Linked DNA regions of Rattus norvegicus: region 1 is linked to region 2. The links are chromatin contacts, called in public Hi-C maps. All regions are on one chromosome and are shown on one strand. Each heading gives the region's core, a stretch centred on a gene start, on an enhancer-like site or on the middle of the called end of the contact. The rest is flanking DNA. Distances are from core to core; before and after follow the strand shown.

What was found. A called contact is a pair of places that touch in the nucleus more often than the background predicts.
Region 1: a contact with region 2 is called in a Hi-C map of liver, with 2.8 times the contacts expected there. The contact joins two enhancer-like sites. A contact is called at or near these places in 7 of 12 Hi-C or Micro-C datasets (the Rat2 cell line, Schwann cells, hepatocytes and 3 more).

What each region holds. Positions count from the first base shown.
Region 1 is chr15:104,848,283-104,850,982 of GRCr8, forward strand. All of the region lies in intron 1 of Stk24 (serine/threonine kinase 24), which reads right to left. Among named protein-coding and RNA genes, the nearest start is that of Stk24, 16 kb to the right of the region's middle. Within about 2 kb of position 1,264, at least 17 of the 93 cell types and tissues checked have an H3K27ac peak or open chromatin away from gene starts, as enhancers often do. A contact at or near this core is called in liver, where this site is marked.
Region 2 is chr15:104,774,901-104,777,600 of GRCr8, forward strand. Stk24 (serine/threonine kinase 24) reads right to left here. Exons shown (of 11, transcript NM_001127494.1): 10 at 1,761-1,897. Among named protein-coding and RNA genes, the nearest start is that of Stk24, 90 kb to the right of the region's middle. Within about 2 kb of position 1,436, at least 4 of the 93 cell types and tissues checked have an H3K27ac peak or open chromatin away from gene starts, as enhancers often do. A contact at or near this core is called in liver, where this site is marked.

The sequences.
Region 1 (2,700 bases), core at 14-2,513, 73 kb after region 2:
CATGCTCCTCCCTGAGAGTTGCCTGTGAGAAGTCCCTCTGGAGGGAGAACTCTCTGCTGGGACTTCTCTACCCTACCTTGGGAAACATACACTTGCTTACCCGGCTGGTTTCTCAGCCCTGGGTTAGGGACAGGGTGTAGACCAGGCCAAGAAGCACCTTCCTAAAAACCTGCACTAGCATTACTGGTAAAGGGTGTTCCTGGTCCTCCAGGATCACCTCAGGACAGCTGAGGACCATTCTAACAGTTGGGCAAGGATCTCGGTCCCTGGGAGCACACGGGGATGATGCAGGAAGACAAACCTGGTCTTTTCAGGCACATGAGCAAGTGAGTCTCTGAGAAACCCTCTAACACAGCGGATCTTAAGCCCCAATAACGAGAATTCAGCCCCAGAAAACACCATCCAATTCAGGAAGCACAGCTTCACTCACCCAGCTGAAAGCCCTAAGACTGAGCCTACAAAAGGCCCAGCAGCTTCCTGTGCATGTAGCCCAAGACCAGGACTTCAGGCAGCCCCCTGTTAAGAGTTAGTCGCTCACTGTGAAGTCATGTTCTGACTTCCCACAGAACTGACATCCATTCAACTATCTGGCAGGGAGATTTGGGGTCGAAATAAAATCTGTATAGTAGGTATTCAGGGCTCTGACATGATTTTCTTCATCAGACCTTTCAAAGGAAGGCTGGAGGGATGGTTATGAGGACCCACTCCTCTTCCAGAGGACTGGGTTGGATTCCCGTTGCCCACTACAAGGCAGTCCACAGCAGTGTGAACTCCAGCTCCAGGCATCCAGCGCCCTCTTCTGGCCTCCATGGGCACTACGTGCCCGTGGTGCACCGCAAGCATTCAAGTAAAGCACCCGTAAACAGAAAAACAAACAAATGTTGAAACTTTCAAAACGAAAACGATTCCACCTGGGGCAGGCACTACCCACTCCCGTGGTCATGTGGGCGTCAGGGTTCAGCCTAGAACTCTCAGTAGAGAGCAAGCCAAGACCTGCAGGACCTCGCTTGGTGGGGCAATCTCACAGACTCCTCCCTTTCAGTCACTCAGTCACACCCGTTCCTAGGTTGCTTGCAGCCACTTGACCTACTTAGCGTATGGCTCCCTGACCTGGACTCTTCCCCAAGCTCCAGACCCATTTATGGATGTGGCTGTCCACACCCCCTCCTCCAGTCCACTTACAGAAGTCCCTGTCACCACAGGTTCTTCACGTCCACACTCTGTGCCAGCTGGCAGCCCCAGGTCTATTAACCCACAGCCATGGCCTTCCCAGGCTCTGCAGACTCCAACGCCAAGCCTGCCCTTCTGCCAAGCACCTCAGCCCACACGGATACCTCCCTCCTCAGACAAGAGTGGCAGCAGACCAGGCTCCCCAGTCCAACAAAACTGTTGTTACAAAACTCAAGGGGTAAAGAAATACTCCCAAGACTTCCACACCGTGAGTGGGCTCCCGGCCAAACGACAAGGTGGGACAACCCCTCTGACATCTTCTTTTCACCAAGTAAGAAAAATCCAGTCCCTGGGCACTCAGGGACACGTCAAGTCCCTACGCTTCCACACAACCTGCTTGGATTCCGTCTTGAAAAGAAATCCTCATTATATTTATCCCAGCATGTGCGTGGGAATCAGAGAACCCAGGGAACGGAGTCTGTCTTTCTACAACATGGATCTCAGAGATGGATCAGGCCACCAGGCTTGGTAAAGTTTCACCCTCTGACCTTCTCATCGGGTGGAAAAGAAACCCTTTACAGCAGGTGTGTTGGTTCACACCTGTAATCTCGGCAATCCAGAGGTTAAGGTGAAGTGCTGAGTCGGGGGCTAGCCTGTGCCATGCTGAGCTCTGAGCCATCCTGGAACACAGTGTGAGATCCAGCTAATCAAGTAAGGCAACAAAAAGGTAAAATCCTTTGAAAGGCTGTCACGTGGTAATAGCCGAAGCTTGCCCTGTGTCCCTGCCTCCTCCTTCAGACACTACCACATTCAGATGTGCTACATGCACATGCAGACCTGTGATTCCAGCCCCAGTGCTCCAGTCAGAATGGGACAAACGGCAGCCTCCCTACAAAGCCCAGAGCTCCATTCCCCTCATGGTAAAAGCTGCGAACCTTTCATTCCCTAGCAATTATTCTTTCCTCTGATCATTAAGGGCTGCCGCCTACTGGAACTATCAATTTCAAAAGGAGAAATCAAGTTCCCTTGGAAGGGACAGTAAGCCCGCAGCTGCTCAGCACCAGGAAGGAAGTTAAGAGAGAGAAATCCTACAGGTCAAGCTCACTCACCTCTCCTGACCAATCAGAACTGACTTGTACCCACAGCAGAGACCACCCTGCTCTGAAAGTTATTTAAACAAACAAAGCCCTTCCTCCTCCCAGCTCTTACGATTTGGGTACAGGCTGAAACTTGCCCACCCTCGGAAAAACAGTGGGAAAAGATGCTTCTTTCTGAACACCAGAGAAGTGATCACAAAAGCCAGGTGTTGGTGGAACGCTCCTTTAAACCCAACAGTCAGAGACAGATGGTCAGATTTGTGCATTCACAGACAGCCAGGGTTATGTAAAGAGGCCCTGTCTCCAAAAAAAAAAAAAATAAGGGTTGGGGATTTAGCTCAGTGGTAGAGGGCTTGCCTAGCAAGCACAAGGCCCTGAGTTTGGTCCCCAGCTCCGGAAAAAAAAAAAAAGAAAGAAAATAAATAAATAAATA
Region 2 (2,700 bases), core at 186-2,685:
GCTGTGTCTACTTGGAATCTGGGTTTGAACTGACAAGGACGGCTAACACACAACACCTACTAGACTTCAAAGGTTTAACACCGAGGAAAACAGTGTGAACTATCCTACTGGATAACTGTTCATGGTGATTATCCGCTGAAGCAGGAACTTATTAAAGTTAATACTTTAATTAAAATTAAAATTAATTTTGCATGTTCCTCTTTATGTTCTTGATATAGTTTCTAGAAAATTTAAAATTCCATGTGTGGGTAGGCCGGGGGACTCAGCTCAGTGGTAGAATACTTGCCTAGCATGCTCGAGACCAAGAATTAAATCTCCAGTACCACAAAAATTCACACACACACACACACACACACACACACACACACACACACACACACACGGGGTTGGGGTGGGGGACAATGACACGGAGACAGAGAGACAGGCAGGCAATGTTAAGACCCAAATATCCAAACCTTCACATGTGGGGCCAGCAGGCAAAGGTGCTTGCTGTGAGCCTGGCAACATAATCCTGACCTGGGATCCGCATGAGGGCACGTGCACCCTCCCAGTAATAATCAATAAAATATTCTTAAAGTAAGTGAAATTCTCTATGCGGCTCCTATCACATTTCCACTAGAGCTGCCAGCTTAGGTGTCTCAGCAGGAGACAGATCCAGAAACAAGAAGAGGATAAACTAGGTGTATACCTGTCATACTTCCTGTGCGTGAGCTCCTGGGGAAATCAAGTCACACCTACCAACCACTCACATAACATCAGGCAACCCTGGACCACATGCAAAACTCCTGAAGTGATAACATCTGAGTGTGGTAGACCTGCAGCCCACTATGCGGAAGCCAAGGCCAGCTGCCACCCAGCAGGCTTCACTGGGGTGAGAGGGCAGACAGGCCTGGTGTCCCAAGTTAGATCCTTGGATTAAAAAAGGGCAGAAGAGAACCAACTGCTGAGAGCTGTCCTCGGACCTGTGACCGCGGCGTGCACACATGAATGCACGCACATCACAGAAAAAGTGACACCTTAGTATTTCGAGCAGAAAATAGGAAGCAGGATAATAAACAGGCAGTTTCTGAATGTAGTTCTGTTTTGTTTGTGACAACCCTCTTTTTAAATGAAAATCAGATGCCACTGGAGGAAAGAGAAAGTTATCCCAAGTTAGGGAAACAGAGCTTCTACAGGTGTGAACACACAGACCGGGTTTTAAGCTGTACTTTCCTTCACTCTGTAATGTGTTGTGGCCTGTAAGAGTCAAATCAGGGCAATCTTAAAAAGACACTGTCTCCTCTTTCAATGGCCTCAAGACTGGAGGCCAACAAGCAAACTATATTTTTTGCCCTGAACAGTAGTAATAACTATTCTACAAGGAGGCTATGTGGCTAAAGCCACCAGGCAGAGACAGGAACTAGCTCCCAGAGGTCAGAGCAGAGGCTCTAGGCACGGCTCAGAGTCCACTCCACCAAAGCCTCTGGTATCTGAGCACGGTCTCCATGTGACTGGGGCGCTCTCTGCTCTTGCGTTTCTTTGGAGCTATAAATACAAAGGTCTGCGGTCCCTTCCAGACTCAGAAATCCAGACTTTATCCAACTCAGGACAAGCCTTCTCCCCCAGGAGCTTTACTGTGAGCCCACAGCCCAAGGGACAACAGAACAAGAAAACCCAGAGAATTACCAAGCCGCAGACTGCGACAGCTCCTAGTCTGGGAAGCCAGGCCAGCAACACCAGGCTCCTCTCCTGAAACCCAGTCCCAGCCCGGAGCCACTTACCTCTGCAGCCGTTGTACAAGCTGTGCCACCATGGTGTCGGAGATCCCAGGGCAGGCCTCTTCCGCCAAGTAGATGGCTCCCCGAAGCTCTTCTATTGACCCCAAGTTCCCTCCACACGCCTGGCTCTTCTCTTTCAGCTGGAAACACACAAGAGCAGGGTCGTACGTGCACAGACCTGGCAGCAGCCACTCCAGGAAGAGACAAGCAGGCCCTGCAACACCACATGCCAGGCTGACAAGGGCCCAGGCAGAGTTCTGTGGCTCCCGAGTCACTCTGGGTCCTCATCTTCTGTCTCTAAAGAGCACATACAGGTGTCTCCTCCAGACCAGAGCACAGTCACTAGCCCAGTAACTGCACACACCTTCACACGCTCGGCTTTCTCTTCCCCGTGCAGCCTCTGCTCACCCTGAAAGTGCCATCAATGCCTCCCACGTACAACTCTGGTGCCACCCGGCAGCCTGTGGGTACCAAAGCCTCATTCCTGATGGTTATGGGCCTGGTTATAAACTTCAGGCACACAGCCTTCGGGGTCAAAACTGTTCTCACATAAACGTGGCAACCCTGAGCCTCAGGACTCTGCAATACCCTCCTCTGCCCTCGTGAGGCATCACTGTGACTTAAGGCACCTCCCAGGCATTAAGACCAACTTCAACTCTTTCTCCTGAACGAACCCATATTCCAGAACGTGGAATATTCCAGAGTCTCCCGCTGCTTCCACTGTTAGCACGTGTTTTAGAAAATACTCAGCTCTGGCCCCACGCGGTGTTAACACGAGAGCAAGTTTCCTTATCCTGTTTCTAAGGGACACGGGGAGGGACTGGCCAAGGCGGAGAGGGCCACAGAGACAGAGTCCTCCCTGGCACCTCCAGGTACAGAATTTGGAGACTAATCTGCAATCTTCCACTCCCCTGCCTCTGACCTGACCCGCACCTAAGTGTCT